2 separate regions of the Mus musculus genome follow, and region 2 is linked to region 1. Evidence: chromatin contacts called from public HiChIP or PLAC-seq data. All regions are on one chromosome and are shown on one strand. Each heading gives the region's core, a stretch centred on a gene start, on an enhancer-like site or on the middle of the called end of the contact. The rest is flanking DNA. Distances are from core to core; before and after follow the strand shown. Region 1 has its middle 5.2 kb from the start of Mir7229. Region 2 has its middle 20 kb from the start of Coro1c.

Region 1 (5,967 bases), core at 1,175-3,674:
GAAAAGTGCGTCTGAAAATGTAATTTCAGTGCCACTGTTTGGTTTTTGAACCCCCGTCATCCATCCCAGTCCTCGGTCATTAAACAAGGAAGGTGTAGTCCCCAAATCCCCGTCTCCAAATGTCTTCCCAGACGGCACACGGATAGAAACAACCCAAGCCAGGGCTGTAGAGATGGCGCTGTCTGTATTTTTGTTTTACAAAGAAATTTATAGCTGGGGCTAGGGAGATGCCTCACTCGTTCAGAGAGCACAGGGCTGCTAGTAAAGGATTCGATTCCCGGCACCGGCATGGAAGCTCACGCATGTGACTCCAGTTGCAGAGGATCTCCCGCCCTCTCCTGGCCTGTATAGGTACTGCATGCACATGGGGCACAGGCACCTGCCGGCAGAGAATAAAGAACTTTTATATTTAATACTAGAACACGTATTTTACCCACATTCTTCTCACCTCATCTCTTGTTTTCAGATATTCTGAGTTTATTTTTACTCAGTATTGAGGAAGTGACGTTGTTGATAAGTTATAATTATCTAAGTACAAACTCAATTCCAGAGGAACTTAGCCAATTAGTTTTTCTACCACTTAGAAATGATGGGACGTGTTTGAGGTATAGATTTTTTTTTTACATATACAGAAAAACAATTGCTACATAAAATAATCACATGCCCATCATCCGCCCCTCCTCGTCAAACCAACAGCATGCCATATATAAAATGTATATTGTTTTCATTTGCTTCTTTGATGTCATACCCAATAAGTTGCCAAACGAGGGCCATTTAAAAAAAAATCTACCTGTGCTTGCTTCCTAATTTTCAGTGTTACATTTAAAGTTTCATCTTTCGGGTTCCGTTTTTAGGCATGGGGTGAAGTACAGGCCCAGCTCAGGTCTGTTGTATGCGAGCATCTCCACCGAGGAGATTGTCTGTTGAAAAGACGTATCAATTCCTCTAATGAATAGTCAAAATCTCTTTTTTAAAAAACGCAAATTAGCCACGGGTAGGTAAGTTTACTGCTAAGCCCTGTGATAACCCCACTGATATGTGTGCCCATACGCAGTACACCACTACGGTGTTTGCAGGTGAAGCTTGGCAGAAGCACTTAGATTGGGTTGTGTAAATCCTCTGTGCTTGCTGGGCTTCTGTCACTAACAAAATACCTAAGGAAGAAATCACCTGGAAAAGAGGAAAGGCTGATTTTGGCTCTGGGTTTTGGAGGTGTCAGCCCGCACGCGGGGCAGCCAGCCAGCCCCACTGCTTTGCGGTTGCCTAAAAGCCATGGTCATGTAATGGGGTGAAACGGGGTCAGGGGCGGGGAGGAGAGACACTGGCATCTTGCAAAATGTTCATTGAGGGCATGCTCTAATGCCTCTCTCTCAGCCTCACCATTGCCTTCCACCTCGCTGAACTGTGGTCCAAACCTTTAACACTTTGGGATGTAATCGGATCCAAATGGTATCACCCGACAACTTTAGTTGATTTCTCTGTGTGTGAGCTTTATGCTCGTTCATGTGCACACATGTGTAAGCAGACATGTGGAGGCATGTATGGGTTGACCTTAGGTCTCTTCCTCAACCGATTTGAAGCTGGGTCCTTACACTGTATATAGCAAGCTCTCTATAGACTGGGCTGTCTCTGTCTGCAGAAACACTGCCCCCATTCCTCCCCCTACACACAACTTGAATTACCTGTAAATCTGTATGGTTATTAAGGTTGGCTTTTTTTTTTTTTTAAATCAAGACTGAATAGTGTTCCATGTGTATATGTGGCACAATTACTGTTTGGTTCATCTATTGACAACAGTCTGTTGTTTTGAATCCACAGCATTGTGCCCTCTAGGCTATGCAGCATCCCCCAACCCAGCAATAGAATTTAGATGAAAAAGTTTGTCTTAGTTAGGGTTTTATTGTTGTGAAGGGAAACCTTGGACAAGGCATTTAACTGGGGCTGGCTTACAGTTTCAGAGGTTCAGTCAGTCCATCATCGTCATAGGAGGAAGCATGGCATTGTGCACACAGGCATGGTGCTGGAGAAGGACCTGGGAGTTCTACTTCTTGATCCACAGAGTGGGAAGGAGACTGTCTTCTGCAGGCAGCCAGGAGGAGGGTCTATCTCTGGAACACAGCTTCTTTGTGCTGTCGGAAAATGCTTCCCAGATTTCACCTCAGTGATGCTGGTCTCTTCTTAATCATTGCTCATTTCTTAGCTCCAGCTAACCAGCATAATTGTCCCAGCTGTCCCCTCTATTCTTGACTCTAAAGCCAAAGCCAAAGTCACGTAGCCAAAGCTGCGGGAGTTTTGTTGCTTGCTGAGGCTGGGGCATGGCCCACTTGTTCTTTTCTGTTTTTCTAACTCCTTCACTGCTTCAGGTTGTCTGTCCTGGAATTTGCTTTGTTGAGTGACCTTGAACTCTGCATGCTCCTGTCTCCTGAATGCTGTGATTAAAGGCGTGCACTACCATGCTGGGATTTAGGTCTTTCTTTACCTGGAACTTGCTCTATACCAGGCTTGTCTTGAACTCAAAAGATCTGCTTGCCTCTGTCTTCTGGGATTAAAGGCACAAACCATCACACCTGGACCTTTCTTTAATTCCTTTTCATGAGATCTTTAGAAGTTCTGGATTGTAGTTCATTTCAGAGGTAGTCAAGTTGGCAACCAAGAATTAGCACGGCAACATTGTATTTGATGTTTAGACCCCTCGGGAAGTTCCTGGCTAATGATTATGCATTGTCTTCTCTTTTACTGTGAGCCCTTAACCTCAGCAAAAGTTGGTAGCGTGTCAGACTTCCTTGGCTGGGGGGGCAGGGAGGGTCACTCCCAAGTACTTTGCTCTTTGGGATGCTCCTGGGGATGGAATTGGTTTTTTTCTGAATCGCCTATTTACCAACGTAACTAGACGTCTGCACATGGCTGGCTGCGTGCCACTTGAGGTTGAGATGTGTGTGAGTGGTTGAGTGCACTGGTGGGTGGGTGCCACGGAGAAGTCCCACACCCCAACCAAGGTCATGAGGTCTCAAGGACTTGTCACTAGAGTGTCAGGTGACCAGGCTGGCATGCCGCTGTGCTTGTTGTCCCTAAGCCTGAGTGCCTGAGCACAAGCGCACCGTCTGCAGCGAGGACCCTAGAAAGTACACATTGGCTCTGCAGCTGAAGCTGGAGGCAGAGCAGCTCACCTGGACAGTGGAGATCCCTGGGCCTGCAAGTGCCACGCCAGAGGTGCCGACCCTGGACTCTGCTGTTTGGAGCAGGTCACTCTGGGGGCCCTGGGGGGGGGATCTCCAGGAGCTGCAAGGACAGGATTCCCTCTGCTACCTGTGCGTGACCACACCCCGGTCTGTTCTCACTGACACTTAACCCTGGGAAGTCTCTTTTCTCCTCCAGTGTGTTACTGTCTCTGAGGAGATGGCCCGGAGAGGTGATGGCTGAGTCTAGAGACCTTCCTGCATATAAGTCTAAGGACTAGAAAACTCCCAAGACCCCTTCACTCCCCCAGTGCTGATGGTGGAAGTCAGTGACAAGAGCGAGTGGGCCAGGCAGGGGTGGCAGACGGCATGTTGGTGTCGGGGTGGAGAGGCCAGGTGGATGTTCTATGAGAAGCAGTCATGGTCAGGCAATGGCTCTGGGTGCTCACAGAGACCCTTCCTGCTAACAGATCATGAAGGCTCAGGTACTCTTGGACTTCAAGAGTGTATGCCATCTACCATAATAAAAGCTGTGTCTTCTTTCTGAGGGAAGCAGTTTCCAGGCAACCTGCTGGCCACACACACACACACACACACACACACACATGCTTCTGCGCAAGTTGCTTCCCGTGCAAGGTGCCACCAAAAGGTATTTACAGGTTTGGCTGGCTGACTCATGCCATTGCCAATGCAGCAGAGGGGAAAAGGTAGGTCGTGAAGGCCTCTGAGTCTATTTTCCATTACTCTAATGGAATGCCCAAGGCTTGGTAACTTCTTAAAAGTCACCAGGATTGAGGCGTGACCAACCACCCGCCCTGGTGGGTTTCCACTCTCTTAAGACCTCACAGTGAGAGTTAAATGGTCCAGAGACTAACCCCAAACAGTGCCCTCCTCACCCCATCCCTCACCCCCACCACCTGTACACCAGCCATCTCTTCAGGCATTCCCTAGCCACAGGCTGCTTTAGGAACCACTGGTCGGGGCTGGCTAGCTCTCAGTACAGAGCAGTGCTTCCTGCAGTGACCCCCTGCCCAGGTTCCAGGGCAGAACCTGGTCCCTTCAGTCACCTGAGCAGATAATTTAAGTCAACCTTTGCAGCCAGGCCTTGTCAAGAATTTCTTTGGGGGAGGGGAGCAGGAGAAGACGGAAGTCAGCTACTGTTGGTGTCCCTACTTGTGAGACAGTCGAACAGGGTCTGAGAAACCACCTGTGGAGAGAATGGAGGACAAGAAACACAAAGAATGGACAGCAAGTCAAAAAATTCTGATCAAGCTGACAAACTTTATTTTTCCCAGGCAGGTTTTATACCCAATAGAAGCAGGATATGGGGAGGGGGGTGACGCAGAATTGCTTTGTTTCTGGGGGAATGCACCTGTTCCCAAAAGCAGGATATTTGCTAGGTAAAAAGTTCAGTAGGAGGAACAGAACAGAATGGGTTGCTAGGTACCTGTCCACAAGATCTATAGCTATTTGTTCTTAACTGGGGGTAGTGCTTTCCCATAGAGGCCTCAACTTTTCCCACAGAAATCTCAACTAAGATAGTACTTTTCCACTAAGGCCAAGACTTTGTAAGCAAGCACTTATGGCTGACAAGGCAGTTAACATTCAAACAGGGTCACTCTCAACTTGTTGGGGAGGGGCCCAGTGGGACACTTCATTTAAGAGTCTTTGATGTGAAGACTATTGGCTACTGATGAGTCTGTCTGTCTGTTGGTTCCCTGGCTGGTCTACCCTATTTGGGAGCGGGGTGGGGGTGGGGGTTGGGGGTTGGGGGTTGGGGGGAGTCCTCTCAGAACTCATTCCATGGTACCCCTGGTCTGCAGATGCCCTTTTGGCTGGAGTCACCCTGAGAACTGAAGCCTGCTCATAGGCCACTGTTCGCTGAGCTGCATATGAAAGTGCCACAGGCTAATTATAAGTAAGCAGGCAGGTGCATGGCGGTTCTGCTAATGTCGGGGGGGGGGATCTGAGCTCACTAATTCTGAGCAAATAAAAGGGTTGAAAATGTTGCAAAGTACTGGCGCCATGTGTCTACCAGGCAAAGCTGTGGTACACATCGCAAGCATGGCTGAGTGCCATGCAGAGCCTGTGCCACTCCGGAATTCACTGGGATTAAGGGGCTGTACTATAGGGCACTTTCCTGGAAAGCACCAGGTCCTGGGGTTAGTGCCCAGCACCGAATAAAGGAAAGGATGCATTGTTTTATAGCTTGATTGTGGGTGTGTCCCATGTAGACTCATGTGTTAAATACCCAGTCCCCAGCTGGTGACACATTTTTTTGGAGGTTATGAGAGCTTTGAGATGTGGTCCCCGCTCAAAGGCCCAAGACAACAGGAGTGGGGACCCTAGAAGGTTCTAGCCCTGCCCTGGTTCCAGATCAGCCAGTTGAGAAGTGTGGCCCATCACCTCCTGCTGCCAAGGATCAGGCCACTTAGCCAACCAAGCCTCCCAACCCACAATGAGCCCTCTGTGGGTCGTGACAAAACAAATCCTCCTTCTGCTAGTCAGGGCCAAGTGGTTGGTGGCCGTGTGTGAGATGTGTTACTGAACTTAGATGCTCTGAAGCTCTGGGCTTGAATAGGCTGAGCACCCCCAGGAGCCCATGCAGGAGAGTGTCTGTCACACTAATCAAGAGGCCACAGAAGCAATACCAGAACAATCGATCATGACCACAGAAAAGGACCCAGGAGTCTAACTGTGGTGCCAGTCTGTTCTTAGGGCAGGCTCTGTATAGGAAAACCCTGGTTCAGAAGTTCAGATGGTGGGGGCCCAGTACTACAGGTTAAGCTAA
Region 2 (6,457 bases), core at 680-3,179, 600 kb before region 1:
GGGTGATCCTAAATTCAAAGCTAGCCTGGTCTACATACTAAGACCCTGTCTCAACAAAACAGCTGTGCACACAAAATGTAGTGAAGACAGAGCTATCGGTGGGGCCAGCAATGTCTGCTCATATGAGGATTGCTAATAATACATGCAGAACTCCACACAGGCACATGCTCTGTGCTGTATGGCTGGGAGGACAGAGACAGGAGGATTATGAGTTTGAAACCAGCCTGGGCTACATAGGGAAATCCTATTTAAAAAAAAAAAAAAAAAAATATATATATATATATATATATATATATCACAGGACAGCCAGGATTATATAGAAAAACCCTGTCTCACCTCCCAAAAATACACACACACACACACACACACACACATGCACACATAGAAAAAAATCACAATGGGCTGGAGAGAGATGGCTTAGCAGTTAAGAGCACTGATTGCTCTTCCATAGGCCCCGAGTTCAAATTCCAGCAACTACATGGTGGCTCACAACCATCTGTAATGGGATCTGATGCCCTCTTCTGGTGTGTACTTATAATAAATAAATAAATAAATAAATAAACCTTAAAAAAAGAAAGAAAGAAAAGAAAAAAGAAAAAGAAAATCACTGGACAATGAACACATAGTACGCCCCTCTGAGCTGCGGTCTTATGTACAATGTGAAGTAGTTGGTCCAGGTTGGGACGCAAGTCATCCTTCAAGGACAAGCTATAATGGTCTGAGAACAATGGGCCACCCATTCACTGACCAGATCCTCTGCTTCCTGCCTCCTCGTTACCTTTAAGGACCAAGAGTCACAAACACAGGGTCACTAGAGAAGCAGCCTTGAGCAGGGATGTGCACACCTCCGTCCTGACAGACCCTATCCAAAGTACAGGATCTGCCACTCTCAAAGCCAGAACCAGGTCCTGGGCAGTTCTTCCCCGGAGGGATCCTGAACAGGAGAACAGGGCAGCCTGGGAGCGTAGGCTTGGCGCTGCTGCCGTCCAGAGGCAGAGGCACATCCTGTTCTGCGGTTGCCATGGTATATCCGAAAACATCTGCCACAACACAAGGCTGGGGTGGCGCCTGGCAGGAGAGCTCTGGCCGAAGAAGGGCCTGGGCGGGCTGGGCACCAGACTGAACAAAGTCAGCAGCTGGGCAGGGATTAGGAAAACGTCCCGAAAAAAAAAAAACGTCCCAGATCTCCCGCACACATGTGCACAGTTCACACACACACACACACACACACACACACACACACACACACATTTATCTGGGAAGCAAGGCTTGCTGCATATCTAACTCAAGCAGATTTCCTGAAGAGTTCTCAATTCTCTATTTTTGGTTTTGGGATTTTTTTTTTCCCTTTTGCTTTTTTTTTTTTTTTTTTTTTTTTCCTTTTCTGGATTTAGTTTGGTTTGCTGTTTGGAGAAAAGGTCTCCTGTAGCCAGGTTGGCCTAGAATTTGCTGCATAGCTGAGGATAACCTTGGACTCCTGATCTTCCTGCCTCCACTTACCCAGTGCTGGAGTTGCAGGCTGTATCGCAGTGTGTTTATTAGTTATTATTTTCTGTGTATGGCTATTTTGCCGGTGTGTATGTGTGTGTATACCAGAGGTCAGCCAGGCATCAGATCCCCTGGGACTGGAGTCACAGAAATTCATGAGCCTCTGTGTGGATGCTGGGAATCAAATTCAGGACCTCTGGAAGGTAGCCTGTATCTTAACAGCCGGGCCATCTCTCTGCCTACCTTTTTTGTTTTGTTTTTATATTGTTGTTATTTGGGACAAAGTCTCACCCCGTTGTAACCCAGGCTGGCTTCAAGTCTATAGTAATTACCCTGCCTCAGCCTTCCTAGTGTTGGCTTTATGGATGCTACCACACCCAGTGCTAATTCTCTGTTTTCTTCTTTGAAACCCAGAGAGGAGATCCTGAGTCAGGCCAGAGGCTTCCTGACTTCCTGCCTGGACCCGCTCCCGGCCACGCCCACAGAACTTCCCAAACCTATGTCTCTCCAAGATGCAACTCACTGCCCTGTTGTCTCAGGAGCTGCTGATGTTTCTCATGGATAGTCCATAAAATACAGTCTTGGTGACAGTCAGTTGTAGGTTATGGAGGAGGAGTGACCCTAAGCCGGGAGGACCCCGTGCCTGAGGAGCCAGGAAGACCCGTGCTGAGGAGTCAGGAGGACCCGTGCCTGAGGAGTGTTACACACCTGCAGACTAAACGGGAGTCCCTGACTTGGAAGGGGTCTGCACAGATCTGTCAAACTAGATGGCTGGCTGAGTTGATCCCATGTGATGAGGTCACAGGTATTAGTGATACGTTTTCTTTTCTTTTCTTTTTTAAAGATTTATTTACTTATTTATTACATGTAAGTACACTGTAGCTGTCATCCAGAAGAGGGCATCAGATCTCATTACAGATTCAGATCTCATTACAGATGGTTTTGAGCCACCATATGGTTGCTGGGATTTGAACTTAACCGCTGAGCCATCTCTCCAGTCCAGTGACACGTTTTCTAAGAGAGAAACTGAGGCACGGAGAGGTGATATAACACTCCCCCGCCCCGCCCCGCCCCGCCCCGCCCACACCCATGCTATGGCTACATGAATATGCAAAGTAGGGTTTTTGGGGTTTTTGGGTTTTTTTGAGACAGGGTTTCTCTGTACAGCTCTGGCTGTCCTGGAACTCACTTTGTAGACCAGGCTGGCCTCGAACTCAGAAATCTGCCTGCCTCTGCCTCCTGAGTGCTGGGATTAAAGGCGTGCGCCACCACGCCCGGCTTGCAAAGTAGATTTATTTTGGACAGGAAAGGAGGCAGATTGAACCCAGGGCCTCACACAGGCTAGGCAGCCTCCTTATTTTTCTAACAGTCTTAGAAAAATTGTCCGGGCTAGCCTTGAGACTGCAATTCGTCCAGTCTTAGCCAGTCCGTTATTAGGTTGGGGTCTAATGCCTTACCGGCCTGCGCCACTAACGCTACAGTCCATAATCCCCAGTCCCATCCCTTAGCTGCTTTTCTAGGTACCAGAAGTCCTCAATGGCTCCTTGAAGCCACAGGCAATCCTCACTCTAAAAAGCCAAGTCAATCCTCACTCTGAAAAGCCATAGGTGAGCTGGGGTGGTGGCTACCCTCTGCTCCCCAAGTCTGTGACCCATCTGTTGGGCTTTGTTTCTGGGCTCCAAGGCTGTCCACTTTGTTTACCCACTCAAGAAGCCTAGAGTCATCTGAAAGGAGGGAACCTCAATTGAGAAAATGTCTCTATAAGATCCAATTGCAGTTGTGTTCACTTCGGCAGCACATATATTAAAAAAAAAAATTGGAACGATACAGAGAAGATTAGCATGGCCCCTATGCAAGGATGACACTCAAATTCCTGAAGCGATCCATTAAAAAAAAAAAAAGTCCAACTGCTGTACATTTTCTTAATTAGTGATCGATGGGGAAGGGCCCTGCCTATTATGGATGGGGCCAGCCCGTTATGGGCGGGGCCATCCCTAGGCTGGTGGTCCTGGGTTCTCTAAGAAAGCAGGATGAGAAGCATGGGAACAAGCCAGTAAGCAGCACCCTCCATGGCCTCTGCATCAGCTCCTGCCTCCAGGTTCCTGCTCTGCTTGAGTTCCTGTCCTGACTTTTCTTCAGTGATGGACTATGATGAGGCAGCATAAGCCAAGTAAGCCCGTAAGCCCTCTCCTCCCCCATCTTGCATTGGTGGTGTTTATGACGTTGATAGTAACCCTGACTAGGACAGTGTGATGATCACCCTGTTCTCAAGCCCACTTTCTTTCTTTCTTTCTTTCTTTCTTTCTTTCTTTCTTTCTTTCTTTCTTTCTTTCTTTCTTTCTTACTTTTTTTTTGTTTTTTTGAGACAAGCCCACTTTCTATAGCTGCAGCTGTGATGGGGGCTTGGCTGGGATCTTTAGTTAAGGATGACGTTTCTTTAGTCACACTGGACAATGTGGGTCACCCCTTCAGGGGATGCTTAGAATACAAATGACTTACACAGGTAGACCAACTAGAGGCAGACAGAATCACAGAACTGCCTCCTCCAATAAGCCATGTCTGGAAGGACCTCCTCTAAACTCTGCCAAGATGGCCTTTCTGTGTGAGCACCCTGTGAGAATTCCCAGGACAGTGAACTCCCTGAAGGTAGCAGCTGGGGCAGGGTTATCATGGTCTACCCGTGCCAGATATAGTATGTGCTCAATAAATACTTGTTGAATTGAATTGAATACTTAAAGAAGATCACTCTAATAAATGAATGCAGGAGCTTATCTCTCTGTCTTTCTTGGTCATGAGAGGTTTCGGGGAGCAGGGCAGACCTGAGTTACAGTTTTGCTCTGCCACTTCCTGGATGCACATAACCTCTCTGAGTCTCTGTTCTCACTTTTGTAAAAACAGGCATGCAGGGCTGGAGAGACGATGGTTCAGTGGTTAAGAGCACTGACTGCTCTTCCAGAGGTCCTGAGTTCAATTCCCAGCAACCACGTGGTGGCTCACAACCATCTGTAATGGGATCTAATGCCCTCTTCTGGTGTGTCTAACAGCTACAATGTACTCACAAATAAAATAAATAAATAGATATAAATAAATAATAGACATGCAGTCTGAGGGAGAGTTGGATCTCAATGACCGGCACACGGTAGGTCTCAGCAACACTGCAAGCAGATGATTCAGGCCCTTAAGTCCATCTCTGGGGGTTTAAAGCTCTATTTCGGTACTGATGACCTCTCTGTGGCCTGGGCCAAATGGTGCTTTCTAGACTTTATGTCTCCGACTCCTTACTTAGGGTAGATAAGAGCATAGGTCACTGGGTTGTGACAGAAATTAAGGAGACACCTGTGTAGTTAAACTACCTGAGAGCATGAACTTCAGTGACCCTGAATGAGCTACTAGAGACCAAGGGTGTGGTCTTCTCTTTCCACCCCCCCTTTTTTTTTTTTTTTTTTTTTTGGTTTTTGGAGACAGGGCTTCTCTGTATATCCCTGGCTGTCCTGGAACTCACTTTGTAGACCAGGCTGGCCTCGAACTCAGAAATCTGCCTGTCTCTGCCTCCCAAGTGCTGGGATTAAAGGCGTGCACCACCACACCCAGCTTCCATCCCCTTCTTAAGGCCACACTCAGTGTCACATGTACACAGTAGGAACACAGATTTTTTTTTGGAAAGCATTGAATCTCCCAATGTATACCCTGAACATCCTCCTCACTCCGAGATTTTCCCCACAGGACTTTCATGTTTTTCCAGCCCAGGTGGACACAAGGCTGTGCTCTGTGGCGGCCTTTTGTGCTGGCTGTGGTGGTGACTGGTCTTTCTCCGGCAGAGCTCCTCTGGATGGATGGTCACAGAGATGTGGGGATGACCTGGGAGGGGGTAGAGACCCTCCAAAGGTGGCTCAAGGGGACCCAGTCAATTAGACAGGAGAGTGTGATTCTACCTATCAGCAGCATCACTGTCATGTGACTGTCCCCAAGTCCCTCTGTCATCCTGAGTGATGCTTCCTAGGTGAGGATGTTGGCATCTCTGGTGGTAGGATGGATGTAGGAAAGTGTGAAGTATACAGTAAGTGCATCAATCTCTGCTGTGCCAACTGTGGGAGATGGAGGCCCAAAGAGAACCACTTCTCTTGCTGGTTTCAGTTGAGCCTTAACCATTCTCCCTGCAGCCCAGCTGTGCTTAGGGTGGACCGGGCAGGGGTCTCCCCGGTCTACACATGGGTGGGGAATCACCTTCCCTGTTGGGCGCCAGGGATGAAGATGACAGGTTCTCGCTCTTGGACATCCCAGACCGCTGTATGTCTTAGAAGAGCTGAGAACAGACCCTCCGGCAGACTCTGGCCTGGGGGTGGAAGGGGAAGGTAGGGAGAGAGAGCTCTGGCAGGTTACCACGGGGACAAGAGAGTCTGGCTAGCACAGGCTGCTAGCTCAGCCAGTGGCTTGGGTTGGCTGGCAGCTGTGGCTGGAGCGCAGGAAGGCGGGAGGTTAGACACATTGCTCATTAGAGGGAGACCTGCTCCATTGCCTGTGGGATTTCCAAGCTTCATGCTCTCTCTCCAAGGCTATTCACCATTTCCGTAGCCTTCCCCGCAATGGCTGATTCTTAAAGGAAATGGGCACATGTCCTGCCCTTCCTGCTGGCCACCATCCCTCTTCCCCGTAAAGCCCCTTCCTGTGTTAGCCTGGGGAATCTCTGGAGAACATCAAAGGTGGACAGCCAGCCAGTGAGGGCAGCCTGGCACTGTTGTAGCCCCTCACAATGACACAAAGTTTCCAAACCATGGGGAAGAAGCCAGAAGGGAACCCATAAATAGTGAGATAAAAGAGTGGGGGTTGTGTGTAGGGGAGAATGTTCTGGGTGGAGGCGGGAGCTAGTGCTCCCGTTTCATTTCCACAGACTCTAAGCAAACCAGTGTGACTGACAGTGTCCAGGACAAGTGATGGGAGAGGCCCGGCCGTGATGAATGTTGTAGGTCAT

Evidence for each region. HiChIP or PLAC-seq counts read pairs in DNA pulled down with a chosen protein or histone mark.
Region 2: a contact with region 1 is called in an H3K27ac HiChIP or PLAC-seq map of embryonic stem cells, with 2.8 times the contacts expected there. The contact joins two enhancer-like sites. A contact is called at or near these places in 1 of 39 promoter capture datasets (frontonasal cranial neural crest), 1 of 484 Hi-C or Micro-C datasets (embryonic stem cells), 2 of 115 datasets of contacts at active chromatin or transcription factors (both in embryonic stem cells) and 1 of 9 other capture datasets (embryonic stem cells).

The regions. Positions count from the first base shown.
Region 1 is chr5:113,326,803-113,332,769 of GRCm38.p6, reverse strand. No RefSeq gene overlaps it. Among named protein-coding and RNA genes, the nearest start is that of Mir7229, 5.2 kb to the right of the region's middle. Within about 2 kb of position 2,424, at least 5 of the 459 cell types and tissues checked have an H3K27ac peak or open chromatin away from gene starts, as enhancers often do. A contact at or near this core is called in embryonic stem cells, where this site is marked.
Region 2 is chr5:113,925,648-113,932,104 of GRCm38.p6, reverse strand. It overlaps the pseudogene Gm22056. Among named protein-coding and RNA genes, the nearest start is that of Coro1c, 20 kb to the right of the region's middle. Within about 2 kb of position 1,929, at least 131 of the 459 cell types and tissues checked have an H3K27ac peak or open chromatin away from gene starts, as enhancers often do. A contact at or near this core is called in embryonic stem cells, where this site is marked.